Linked DNA regions of Mus musculus: regions 1 and 3 are each linked to region 2. Evidence: chromatin contacts called from public HiChIP or PLAC-seq data. All regions are on one chromosome and are shown on one strand. Each heading gives the region's core, a stretch centred on a gene start, on an enhancer-like site or on the middle of the called end of the contact. The rest is flanking DNA. Distances are from core to core; before and after follow the strand shown.

What was found. HiChIP or PLAC-seq counts read pairs in DNA pulled down with a chosen protein or histone mark.
Region 1: a contact with region 2 is called in an H3K27ac HiChIP or PLAC-seq map of embryonic stem cells, with 7 read pairs. The contact joins the promoter of Pde4a here to the promoter of Atg4d in region 2. A contact is called at or near these places in 9 of 39 promoter capture datasets (the 3T3-L1 cell line, the C10 cell line, cranial neural crest and 5 more), 1 of 15 datasets of contacts at CTCF or cohesin (large pre-B cells), 5 of 484 Hi-C or Micro-C datasets (the HL-1 cell line, cerebral cortex, embryonic stem cells and 1 more), 4 of 115 datasets of contacts at active chromatin or transcription factors (effector CD8 T cells, embryonic stem cells and large pre-B cells) and 3 of 9 other capture datasets (adipose tissue, liver and pancreatic islet).
Region 3: a contact with region 2 is called in an H3K27ac HiChIP or PLAC-seq map of microglia, with 5 times the contacts expected there. The contact joins the enhancer-like site here to the promoter of Atg4d in region 2. A contact is called at or near these places in 10 of 39 promoter capture datasets (the 3T3-L1 cell line, the C10 cell line, the HPC-7 cell line and 6 more), 4 of 484 Hi-C or Micro-C datasets (B cells, ECoMG-derived neutrophils, Th17 cells and 1 more), 11 of 115 datasets of contacts at active chromatin or transcription factors (the 230-238 cell line, the HPC-7 cell line, the SCID.adh cell line and 6 more) and 4 of 9 other capture datasets (adipose tissue, embryonic stem cells, liver and 1 more).

The regions. Positions count from the first base shown.
Region 1 is chr9:21,163,515-21,166,968 of GRCm38.p6, forward strand. Pde4a (phosphodiesterase 4A, cAMP specific) reads left to right here and starts at 2,200. Exons shown (of 15, transcript NM_183408.3): 1 at 2,200-2,718. The coding sequence starts at 2,414. Gm36118 (a long non-coding RNA gene) reads right to left here and starts at 2,154. Exons shown (of 3, transcript XR_870565.1): 1 at 1,415-2,154.
Region 2 is chr9:21,263,099-21,266,595 of GRCm38.p6, forward strand. It overlaps Atg4d (autophagy related 4D, cysteine peptidase), which reads left to right and starts at 2,187. Exons shown (of 10, transcript NM_153583.10): 1 at 2,187-2,619. The coding sequence starts at 2,385.
Region 3 is chr9:21,346,492-21,350,174 of GRCm38.p6, forward strand. It overlaps Slc44a2 (solute carrier family 44, member 2), which reads left to right. Exons shown (of 23, transcript NM_001359227.1): 15 at 198-460; 16 at 544-638; 17 at 1,392-1,495; 18 at 1,584-1,657; 19 at 1,837-1,907; 20 at 2,047-2,135. Among named protein-coding and RNA genes, the nearest start is that of Ilf3, 20 kb to the right of the region's middle. Within about 2 kb of position 1,835, at least 51 of the 459 cell types and tissues checked have an H3K27ac peak or open chromatin away from gene starts, as enhancers often do. A contact at or near this core is called in ECoMG-derived neutrophils, the HPC-7 cell line, Th17 cells and 2 more, where this site is marked.

The sequences.
Region 1 (3,454 bases), core at 950-3,449, 100 kb before region 2:
CCAGAAGAGGGGGTCAGATCTTGTTATGGATGGTTGTGAGCCACCATGTGGTTGCTGGGATTTGAACTCTGGACCTTCGGAAGAGCAGTCGGGTGCTCTAACCCACTGAGCCATCTCACCAGCCCAAGCCATGATACTTATTTCCAGATGAGAGTAAAGTCCCCCCTCCCACACTCCAGCCTCTATTTAGTTCAAGTCCAGCTTGATTCACCTCAGTCCTTGAGCCTTCAAATACCTGTAGCCTAGCCCTTGCCCAGTCCACACCTCCAGGTCACCGCCCTATGACCCTCGTCCAGAGCTGTGGCCCATGGTTACAAGGTAACAGCTGGGCAACGTGACACTTGCAAATGCTTGGGGGAAGGTTCCTGAGAAAAGTAGGGGAACAGATACAGTTCTGGCTTTGGGGAACACCTGGGGCTGTTGGTGGGGGGCCAGTTCTTATGCCGCGCTCCTTCACCCACGCTAGGAGTCCCCTCCTGCTAGAGAAAAGCGGTTGAGGAAGTTGGAAATTGGGAAAGGTTCAATTGCCTGTGTGTTAATAAGAACGGGGGTGGGGGCAAGAATACAAGGCTTGTCCCCCTAGACGACCAGGAGAGGTGATGTAGGGGGCGAGGGCTTGGGCCAAGGGACATTGCAGCACCTGAGCAGCGATCTAGCCTGGGAGGGAAGTGAGAAACGGGAGGGCACACAGCACTCCACCCCCCAGCCCAGCAGCCATCGGGGCTCAGCCAGAGCCGGGAGGAGGGATGGCGACTCGCTCGGATTCCCACTCGCTCTTTGCTCGTTCGCTCGGCACGGCGCTGAGGGAGGCGGGAGCGTGAGTCACGGCAACTCCGGATTTAGGTGCCGGAAGGGGGGTTCTGAGGGCGGGGGACGCGGGGAAAAGGCTCCGATTGTTTACTCGCCTGAAAACGTCAGGGGTGGGTTTCACCCTCCAATGCTCTCCTATCCCAGCTACCCCTCCCACCTGCCTCAGTTTACCTTTCGAAGAACAGCTTAAAGTCTTTAAAAATTAAAAGAAGAGGGGGCGGCGATTGGGCCAGCGGGATTCTCAGTGGGTAAGGGCGTTTGCCTCCAAGCTTGCCTATTTGAATTCGATTCCCAAGGCCCACTAGGGAATCGTTAGGAGAGAACTGACTTCTGCAGAATGTCCTCTGTCCTCTCCTATCCTCGGCATCTAATGGGTATTCGCAAGGACTGAGGGTGCACAGCTGGACCAAATCTTGCTGCAGTAGTTGAGATATGTAGCATTTGGATGATGAAGTGGGAGACTCGAGTTCCCATACACACACACACACACACACACACACACACACACACACACAAATAATGTAATTTAAAAATTCTGAAAGATAAGAGGTAGCGATACCTATATATTAGTCACAGGGGGACCCAAAGGGACACACTCCCATACCTCCAGATGCCTCCAGGCCGACCATACACCAACATGCGTCCTCAGTCACAGACAACTGAGGAAGAATCACGTGCACAACTCGCACCAGCATCCTCCCATTATAATGACAATACAGCGCCGGAGTGCGTGGGAAGGTGTGCACAGTCCTGGGCCACCGGAACAGACCCCACGGGACGCTCCGCCCTCCCGACGGGTCGTACACGTGCGCGCGCCTTCTTACACCCCCCCGACAGCAGCAGCGGGAGCAGTCACCACGTGCGCGCACACACTTCCAGGCGTCATCGAAAACATAGACAACCCTCGGAAGGGGCCACGTGCGCTCACATCCCGCCAGGCGGTGGAGGAGCCACACGCTGTCATTGGTCCTGCGTGCAATACTGTTAGCTTGCAGACACCGCGTCCTGGTGGCACGAGGACCACTCCCGCAAAAGGGGACCTGGGATAAAGGGTGACAGGGGTTCTAAAAACGAGGATACGACAGCCCCTGACTCCGCCCTAGCCTTGATGGATGCGGCTGAGTGACACCCCGCCAACCAGTCGGATGTCTTCGTCCCGATGCCATTAACCCTTTAACTCTTCGGTCCCTGTGCGTTGTTTGCTGCTCCAAAGGGCTCTTGGAGATTGGCGCGCGTTGGCGCCCCCTCCCCGGCGGGAATGGGTTGTGCGTGGGTGTGGAGGACCGCCACCCTCCTCTCCTTGGAGGAGGAGGGGGTGGCGCTGTGACAGTCGCCAGGCGGGCGGGCGGGTGGGGGGGCAGGGAGGGGCGGGCCGGGGCGGGGAGTCGCGGCTGGCGCCGGGTTCCGAGAGCGCAGCGGGCTCCAAGCGCCAGGAGGACACCGGCGCCGCCGCCGTCCGCGTTCTCCGTCCTTGGGCGCCATGGCCCCACTGAGGCCAGGAGCTCCCGTGGGTCCCCAAGCACCTCGGCCGTGGCGCCACTGAGCTCGGACAGGCCAGGGGACGTTTTTGCCCCCGGGCACCCCACAAGACAGAGCGGGAGCCATGGAGCCTCCGGCCGCCCCCTCGGAGAGGAGCCTGTCTCTCTCTCTTCCCGGGCCCCGAGAGGGCCAGGCCACCCTGAAGCCGCCCCCCCAGCACCTGTGGCGGCAGCCGAGGACCCCGATCCGCATCCAGCAGCGCGGCTACTCGGACAGTGCCGAGCGCTCAGAGCCAGAGCGCTCGCCGCACCGGCCCATAGAGCGCGCCGACGCCGTGGACACTGGCGACCGGCCAGGCCTGCGGACTACCCGCATGTCCTGGCCCTCGTCCTTCCACGGCACCGGTACCGGCGGAGGCAGCAGTAGGCGGTGAGACTCCCCCGGCGAGCGGAGCGCACAAGCGCTCGAGGGGCGCCACGCGCAATGCTGGCCAAAGGGGGCGCTGTGGGGCGGATGGGGGGGCCAGCGTGACCCGCGTGGGTGGAGAGAGGGGGCGCCACTGCACCAGAAGCCCTTTAACTTATGGGATACCCAGGGTAAAGTTGAGGGTCGGGGGGATCCATGCTGTTTTAGGGCTCTCTACAAGCTTAGCCAGTAATGGTACAGAGCAGCTGCTGGAATGGGAGTACCTCTTGGAGAGACTGACTGAGGCTGGACTAATTGTGGGGTGTCCTAGGGAACATTCGATAAGGGGTGACTGAAGAACCACGCTGGATACTTCCCATGGGGTAGCACACTAGACGCTAGTGGGTGGAGAATTGGATCAGGGCAGCCCTACAGTAGCTGGTGTTAGTCCAGGCTGTATTATGACTTGGAACAAGCCCTAGCCAGGCAGTTAGGGCTTCATGGCACCCCAAGGTGCCCCATGGACCTGTGCCAAGGGCATGTGAGGTCCCATCAAAGAAGAATTCCCACCTTTCTGAAGTGACAGATGAAGGTGTGTAGAGTAGCTGGGATTCCTGCCATGGTAGCCTCAGGGAGGGGTCTTCAGTTGTGTGTGACAGGCTGGGGCTGCCTGTACTTGGGGCTCTGCCTAACTCTGCTATGAAGACAGTGATTGTGACAGTGGCATTGTGCTTCTGGGCTTCTGTAACTGTCCCAGGGT
Region 2 (3,497 bases), core at 937-3,436:
TACCAACTAAGCCCCAGCTCCAGCCTTATTTCAAGTATCTTAGGTGGCAATCTGATATGATTTCATTTCAGGGAAAGGTCTATATAGTCAGGGCACTGAAGTACTCACTACTCCATCAAAGATGCCTTTGGCCTTTCTTTTTCTCTTTTGCAGTGCGGGGACTGAACATGCCCCATGAGTGCTACAACAAAGCCTTACCAATCTACCCTCCTCTATACTCCCCGCCCCTGCTGATTTCCCCTCCCTCCAAGCCTATCCAACTACAAATGAGGTTGCAGCCTTTCCTATTTTATATAAAAAGACATCCTACTTTCTGATACGGCCCCCCTTCTTTCTCTTTGGGTTGGAATCTTTCCTTGGATATGCATCAGTTGTATGAAGATTCAGTTGGGGCGATGCAGGAGAACCTTGTATGCCTGTAATCCCAGCACTCTGGAGGCGGAGAGAGAAGGATCATAAATTTAGGACAGAGTAGCAGGTAAAGGTGCTTGCTGCCAGCCGGACGACCCGAGTTCAGTCCCTAGGACTCATGTGGTAGAAGGTGACTTCCAAAAGTTGCCCTCTGAGTGCCACATAAGTGCTGTGGCAAGGATGTGTACACACATGCACACACACACCCACGCACGTGTGTGCACTCGCGTACACACACACACACGTGCACATACACACACAGATAAATAAGTGTAATAAATAAATAATAGGCAAATTCAAGGCCATCCTCAGGCACATAGCTTGTAAGTTCAAGCTCAGCCTGGGCTACATAAGATAGGGTCTCAAAATACCAAAATTGGGGCCGGAGAGATGGCTCAGCAGTTAAGGGCACTGGCTGCTTTTTCAGAGGTCCTGAGGTCAATCCCCAGCAACCACATGGTGGCTCAAAACCATTTGTAATGGATTCTGATGCCCTCTTCTGGTGTGTCTGAAGACAGCGACAGCGTTCTCATAAAAATAAAATAAATAAATAAATAAAAAAGATTCACTAAAAAAAATGCCAAAATCGTTTTCCTTTTTTTTTTTTTTAATTTATTTACTTATTATATGGAAGTACATTATAGCTGTCTTCAGACACTCCAGAAGAGGGAGTCAGATCTCGTTACGGATGGTTGTGAGCCACCATGTGGTTGCTGGGATTTGAACTCTGGACCTTCGGAAGAGCAGTTGGGTGCTCTTACCCACTGAGCCATCTCACCAGCCCTCGTTTTCCTTTTATAGTCTTACAGATAACTCCCTCAAATTTTGCTCAGGAGAAAACTGAGGCACTGAGAATCATGACCAATGGGGCACCAATGGGTCAGGGATAGTCACATCCCCAGGGTGACATCTGTTCTGGGTTGATAAACTCTGTTGTGTTCACAGTCTCTTTCGTTCTCATGAAGCTCAGGCTGGTTTCAAACGCCTTGCACAACAGAGGAGGGGCCTGTGCCCCTGCCTTTGCCTCAGAGACTTGGGTTTCATGCACCACTACACTCAGTTTCTGGGTTTCAGGGAATAGAACACAGGGCCTCACGTGTGCTAGGCCCTCTACCAACTCAGCTCCATCGCCAGTGTGCTCAGTCTTTGAGTACCCCAGCACTAAAGAAGCTGACGCAGGCGGGCAGCCATGAGTTGGAGGCCAGCCTGAGCTCCAGGGTGGGTTCTCTGCCTGGGCTCTCCAATTTCACTGCAGGTCGGGGCATGTGTTCTGGGCGTGAACGGAGCTCGTGTGCCTAAGCAGGACTTGAATAGTCGGAATGTATTCTCCTTAGGAGAGTCAGGTCTAAGTGAGAGCTTGTCTCAAAACATTGGAAAGGCCCTTCAGATGGCTCAGCGGATAAAGATGCGATAAAGGTGCTGGCTGTCTAGGAACCTGAGTTGGCTCTTACGAGATCTCCACAGGCACGACAAGCCCCATGTATCGCACCCAGAACATGGGACCTTCAATGCAGTGGAATTTGAGTGGCAGGGCGGGGAAATCTGCACTTTTGAGCGAGAGAAGGTCCGGCGTCCGCAGCTTGAGATGTCATTCAGAACAAGGGTGTGCAAGGCTTGAGAAAGGGCTGTAAATGGGCGTGGCTTCTCCGGCTCTGACCCATTGGTCTGAGATAAGGGCCCCCAGGGACGCGCTTGCGCCTGCGCGGTGAGATTAGGAGGGTGTGGTGAGTCCAAGGGAGGCGGACTGTACAGGGGCGTGGCTTGCTCGCTAGCCAAGCCCACCGTATCCGGGTGCTCTGGGCCACCAAGATGGCGCTGGCTGTGGGAGCCCGGGTATCCGCTGCGGCCAGAGCCGGACCCGGGAGCCCGGCTCTGAGTATAGAGTAACACTGTGCTGGCCGCGGGGCTGCTCCCGAGCGTTCGCAGTTCCCCGGACCTCGGGGACACCTGCGTCCTTCCTCTCCGGCGGGTCCATGAACTCCGTGTCGCCGGCTGCGGCGCAGTACCGCAGCGGGAGCTCGGAGGACGCGCGCCGGGCCGATTGTCGCCGGCCGAGGGGACAAACCCGTATCCCGGATCCTAGCAACCTGGGACCTTCGGGGTCCGGAGTGGCAGCTCTCGGTTCATCTGGGACAGACCCCGCCGAGCCCGACGAGGTGGACAAGTTCAAAGCCAAGTTCCTGACAGCCTGGAACAACGTCAAGTATGGTGAGGAGGGGGTGCACTGGTCAAGGGTGTCAGAGGGGTCAGAGCAAAAGAAACCAAACCTTTACCCTGTCCTGTGGATGAGCCCATCCAGGAGGAGTCACAAGCAGGTCCTCCGCCCTTCCCAGTCCTGGACGTGGGGCAGGTTAAATGGGAAAGGTTTTCAAGCTCCGCCCATTGCACCTGTTTGACCTTGGCCAAATACCTTGCTTTCCTGCGGTCTGTTTACTGCCCTCTGTAACATAGGTGCAATAGTATGAACAGAGTTAATAGATGTTGGTTCACACCTGTAATCCCAGCACTTGGGATGCTGAGGCAGGAGGTTTACCAAGAGTTCTAGGCTATCCTGGACTATATAATAAGTTCCAGGCTGACTTGAGCTCCTCATGAGACTGGGTCTCAAAAAATCGGAAAACAGGGGGCTGGAGAGACTGCTCAGCAGCCTTGGCTGTTCCTCCAGAGGAACAATTACCAGCACCCACATGGCAATTCACAATTGTCTGTAACTCCAGTTTCATGGGATCTAACACCCTCACACAGGTATACATGCAGGCAAAACACCAGTGGATATTTTAAAAAAAAATTGGAAAAAGGCTAGTGAGATGCCGCAGTAGTTAAAGGCATTTGTCACCAAGCTTAAGGACCTCAGCTCCAGCCTGGACCCCAATGGTGGAAGGAGAGCCCCCACTCCTGTCAATGTTCTATACTCCAGACCCAAACTGTGGTGCTTGCTTGTCCACATATATACACAAGCTCACATACACAAAATAAAAATGTGCTTTATAGATTTACAGCAAAACCCAACAGTCAGAATAGAACGGCCCTGGGTTGATAGTGGGTCCTTATGAAGATGTGACTAAGTCCCACCTGTGTTCCAGACA
Region 3 (3,683 bases), core at 585-3,084, 83 kb after region 2:
GGCTGTCCTGGAACTCACTCTATAGACCAGGCTGGCCTCGAACTCAGAAATCCGCCTGCCTCTGCCTCCCAAGTGCTGGGATTAAAGGTGTGCGCCACCACTGCCCAGCGTAATAGATACTTTTGCTTCTAGGACCTGTCCTTGGTCTAGCCTCAGCTACTCTGAACTGACACTGTGGCTCCTTATCCCTCTCCCAGACCTTCCCCTTGCGGAATGAGAGCCTCCAGTGTCCCACTGCCCGCTGCCAGTTTGCCTTCTATGGTGGCGAATCGACCTACCACCGTGCCCTGCTGGGCCTGCAGATCTTCAATGCATTCATGTTCTTCTGGCTAGCCAACTTCGTGCTGGCCCTAGGCCAGGTAACCCTGGCCGGAGCCTTTGCCTCCTATTACTGGGCTATGCGGAAGCCTGATGATATGCCTGCCTTCCCCCTCTTCTCTGCTTTTGGCCGAGCACTCAGGTAAATAGGAGTGTTGGGGTGGGGAGGGGAGGGATGCAGGGACCTCTTCTGGCCGGGCCACTGATCCAAGATTTTGATTCCAGGTACCACACGGGCTCCTTAGCTTTTGGCTCCCTTATCTTAGCCATCGTGCAGATCATCCGAGTGATGCTGGAATACCTGGACCAGCGCCTAAAAGGTGCCGCCCTTCCTGTAGCTTCAGCCAGGGTCTGGACTTAGTCCCTGATTGGGTGTTGCTTGAGGGGTGGGGCCGGAGCTATGCCTCTCCTGGGTTTCCCTTTGTGAAGGGGTGGGGCTGAGTGGCAGAGGAGCAGGTGGAAGAGCCAACTGAAGGCAGGCATGGTGGCACAGGCCTTTAATCCCAGTATTCCAGAGTCAAGCAGACCTTTTGTGAGAGTTGGAGGCCAGCCTGGCCTACAGAGCGAGTTCTAGGACAGCCAGAGCAATGAAGTGAACCCCTGAGAAGAGTGAACTGAGTTGCTCAGAGTTCTGGGTGTCTAGGGGCGGGGTGGATCCAGGAAGGGCAGCTCTGACTAACAAAGCTGTCTTGTTTTGAGGCAGCTTTTTACTAAGTAGGCCTAGCTGACCTGAAACTCTGATATGAGATCCACCTGCCTCTGTTTCTGAGTGCTTGGATTGAAGGTATACATCACTGCTCCTGTTTTGTTTTAAAAGGCTGGCATCCAAACTCACTAAACTGCCAAGGATGGCCTTAATTCCTGATCCTGAGCAATTACTTTTGTGGGTTACTTTTGTGGATTGATTAATTTACTTACACTGAGGCAGACTCACTTAGTTGTTGAGGCTGGCCTAGTAGTAGTTCTGGCAAGCCTCAGACTTTGCAATCCTTAGCTGTCTTGCTGGAGCTTGGTGTCTCATTCAAATGAAGCCCATCTCATGCCATCCTTTCATCCCTTCCATTCTCTTTCAGCTGCACAGAACAAGTTTGCCAAGTTCCTCATGGTCTGTCTCAAGTGCTGCTTCTGGTGCCTAGAGAAGTTTATCAAATTCCTGAATAGGAATGCCTACATCATGGTGAACAGCAGGGCTGTATTGCTGCCCTGGGTGGGAGGATTCCCCATCTCCATCCCGTGGGCCTCAAACCTTCTTCTGTTCACTCCAGATTGCTATCTATGGCACCAACTTCTGTACCTCAGCCAGGAATGCCTTCTTCCTGCTTATGAGAAATATCATCAGGTTAGCAGGACACACCTCCACCCCCCAGCCTCCCTGTCCCATCTCACCTTTCCCAGCCCCCCTTTGCCCTAGCCCTCTTTCTGAACCAGCCTTCCACTTACTGTGCCTCCCCTCCCACCTCCACCCTCTCCCAGGCTCTGAACCCACGCTCACACCGCTCCCTTCACTCTCCCCTACAGGGTGGCCGTCCTGGACAAAGTTACAGACTTCCTCTTCCTGTTGGGCAAACTTCTGATTGTGGGTAGTGTGGGTGAGTGATGCCACCAGGCCTGTCTATACTGACATCTGGGAGCCTGTTGGGAGTGACCTGTAAGCTGGTGTCAGGCTCAGGTAGTCTTCTGTGAAGTCCTTCCTTGAAGACTCAGCCTTGTCCCCTCATCCCAACACAGGCATCCTGGCCTTCTTCTTCTTCACCCATCGGATCAGAATTGTGCAAGATACAGCCCCACCTCTCAATTATTACTGGGTTCCGATCCTGGTGAGCACCTTTGGGGACAGACCAGGGTCTGGGTAGAAGCGGGGGGTTGAAGGTAGGGGTCGGGAATTGCGCAGATTCCTTTGGTGACGGTTGGGGGTGGCACAGTCATTGGTTATTTGGTCCCTAAATATTTACTGAATACCTGCTGAAGGCACAGGGATGGAGGGACTTTTCCTTAGGGACTAGAGTTACTGCCGTTTACATTTGTTTATTGTGTTTGTGCTGGGTAGATGCACTTGTGGAAAGGCAAAAACACTTAGACACTTGTAGGAAGTGGTTCTCTTCTCCTTCTATGTTTTAGGGGTTGGATTCAGGTCATCTGGCTTGGTGGTGTCTTCATCCACCAAGCCATCTTGCCAGCCCTAATAATAATTATATATACACATATATAATATATATTACATATAATTAATAATATATTATTAATAATAGGTCTTATTATCACTCTTACTATTATTGTAGAAAAATGTTATTTTGTTATTTAGGTTTCTTTCCCATTTTGTTTCGTTTGTTTTTTGAGACAAGGTTTCTCTGTGTAGCCCTGCCTGACCTGGAGCTGGCTCTGTTGACCAGGCTGGCCTCCAGTTAACAGAGATCCACCTCCCTTTGCCTCCCAAGTGCTGGGATTACAGGAGTGGGCCACCACAGCCCTGCTCTTTTCTTGTTTTTTTGAGACAGGGTTTGTCTACATAACTCTGGCTAACCTGGAGCTCACCATGTAGACCAGGCTGTCCTCAGACTCAGTGGTTTTGTTTTTTATTTTGAGACAAAAGTCTCTCTATGTAGCCTTGGCTGACTTGAAACTGATTATGTAGACCAGGCTAGCCTCAGACTCAGACATCTGCCTACTCCAGCCTCTTTAGTGCTGAAATTAAAGGTGTGTACCTTTAATTATCTCTATTTATTAGCTTTTATTTTATATGTATTGGTGTTTTGCCTGCCTGTGTGTCTGTGTACCACATGCATGCATGATGCCCGTGGTGGCCAAAAGAGGGCATCAAATTCTCTGGGCCTGGGATGTGGGATTACAAATGTTTGTAAGCTGCCATTCGGGCCCTGAGAATTAACCCCCGGTTCTCTGGAAGAGCAGCCAGTACGCTTGTCTGCTAAGCCAACTCTCCAAAACTCTCCTCTTTGCCTTTTTTCCTTGACTGACACCCAGGCCAACATAGAACTTTTGATCTTTTTGCCTACCAAGCCCTGGGATTGTGCCACATTGTGTCACCACAGAAAAAGCCTTGCAGGTTAGATGCGTTGGACATTATCCAATGATGATGCTGACGGCACACACCTACCATCTCAACACTAGGAAGAACAGGCAGAAGAATCAGAAATAGAATAGTAAATTCAGGGCCAATTCTAGCTACAGAATTCTCTATCTAAAAAAAAAAAAAAAAAACAAAACAAAACAAAAAACAGGCAGGCAGTGGTGGCTCATGCCTTTAATCCCAGCGTTTGACAAAGCAAGTTCCAGGACAGAGAAACCCTGTCTTGAAAAATCTTAAGAAAAAGAAAGTATGGAATGACTAGGCAAAGGGGAATAGCAGA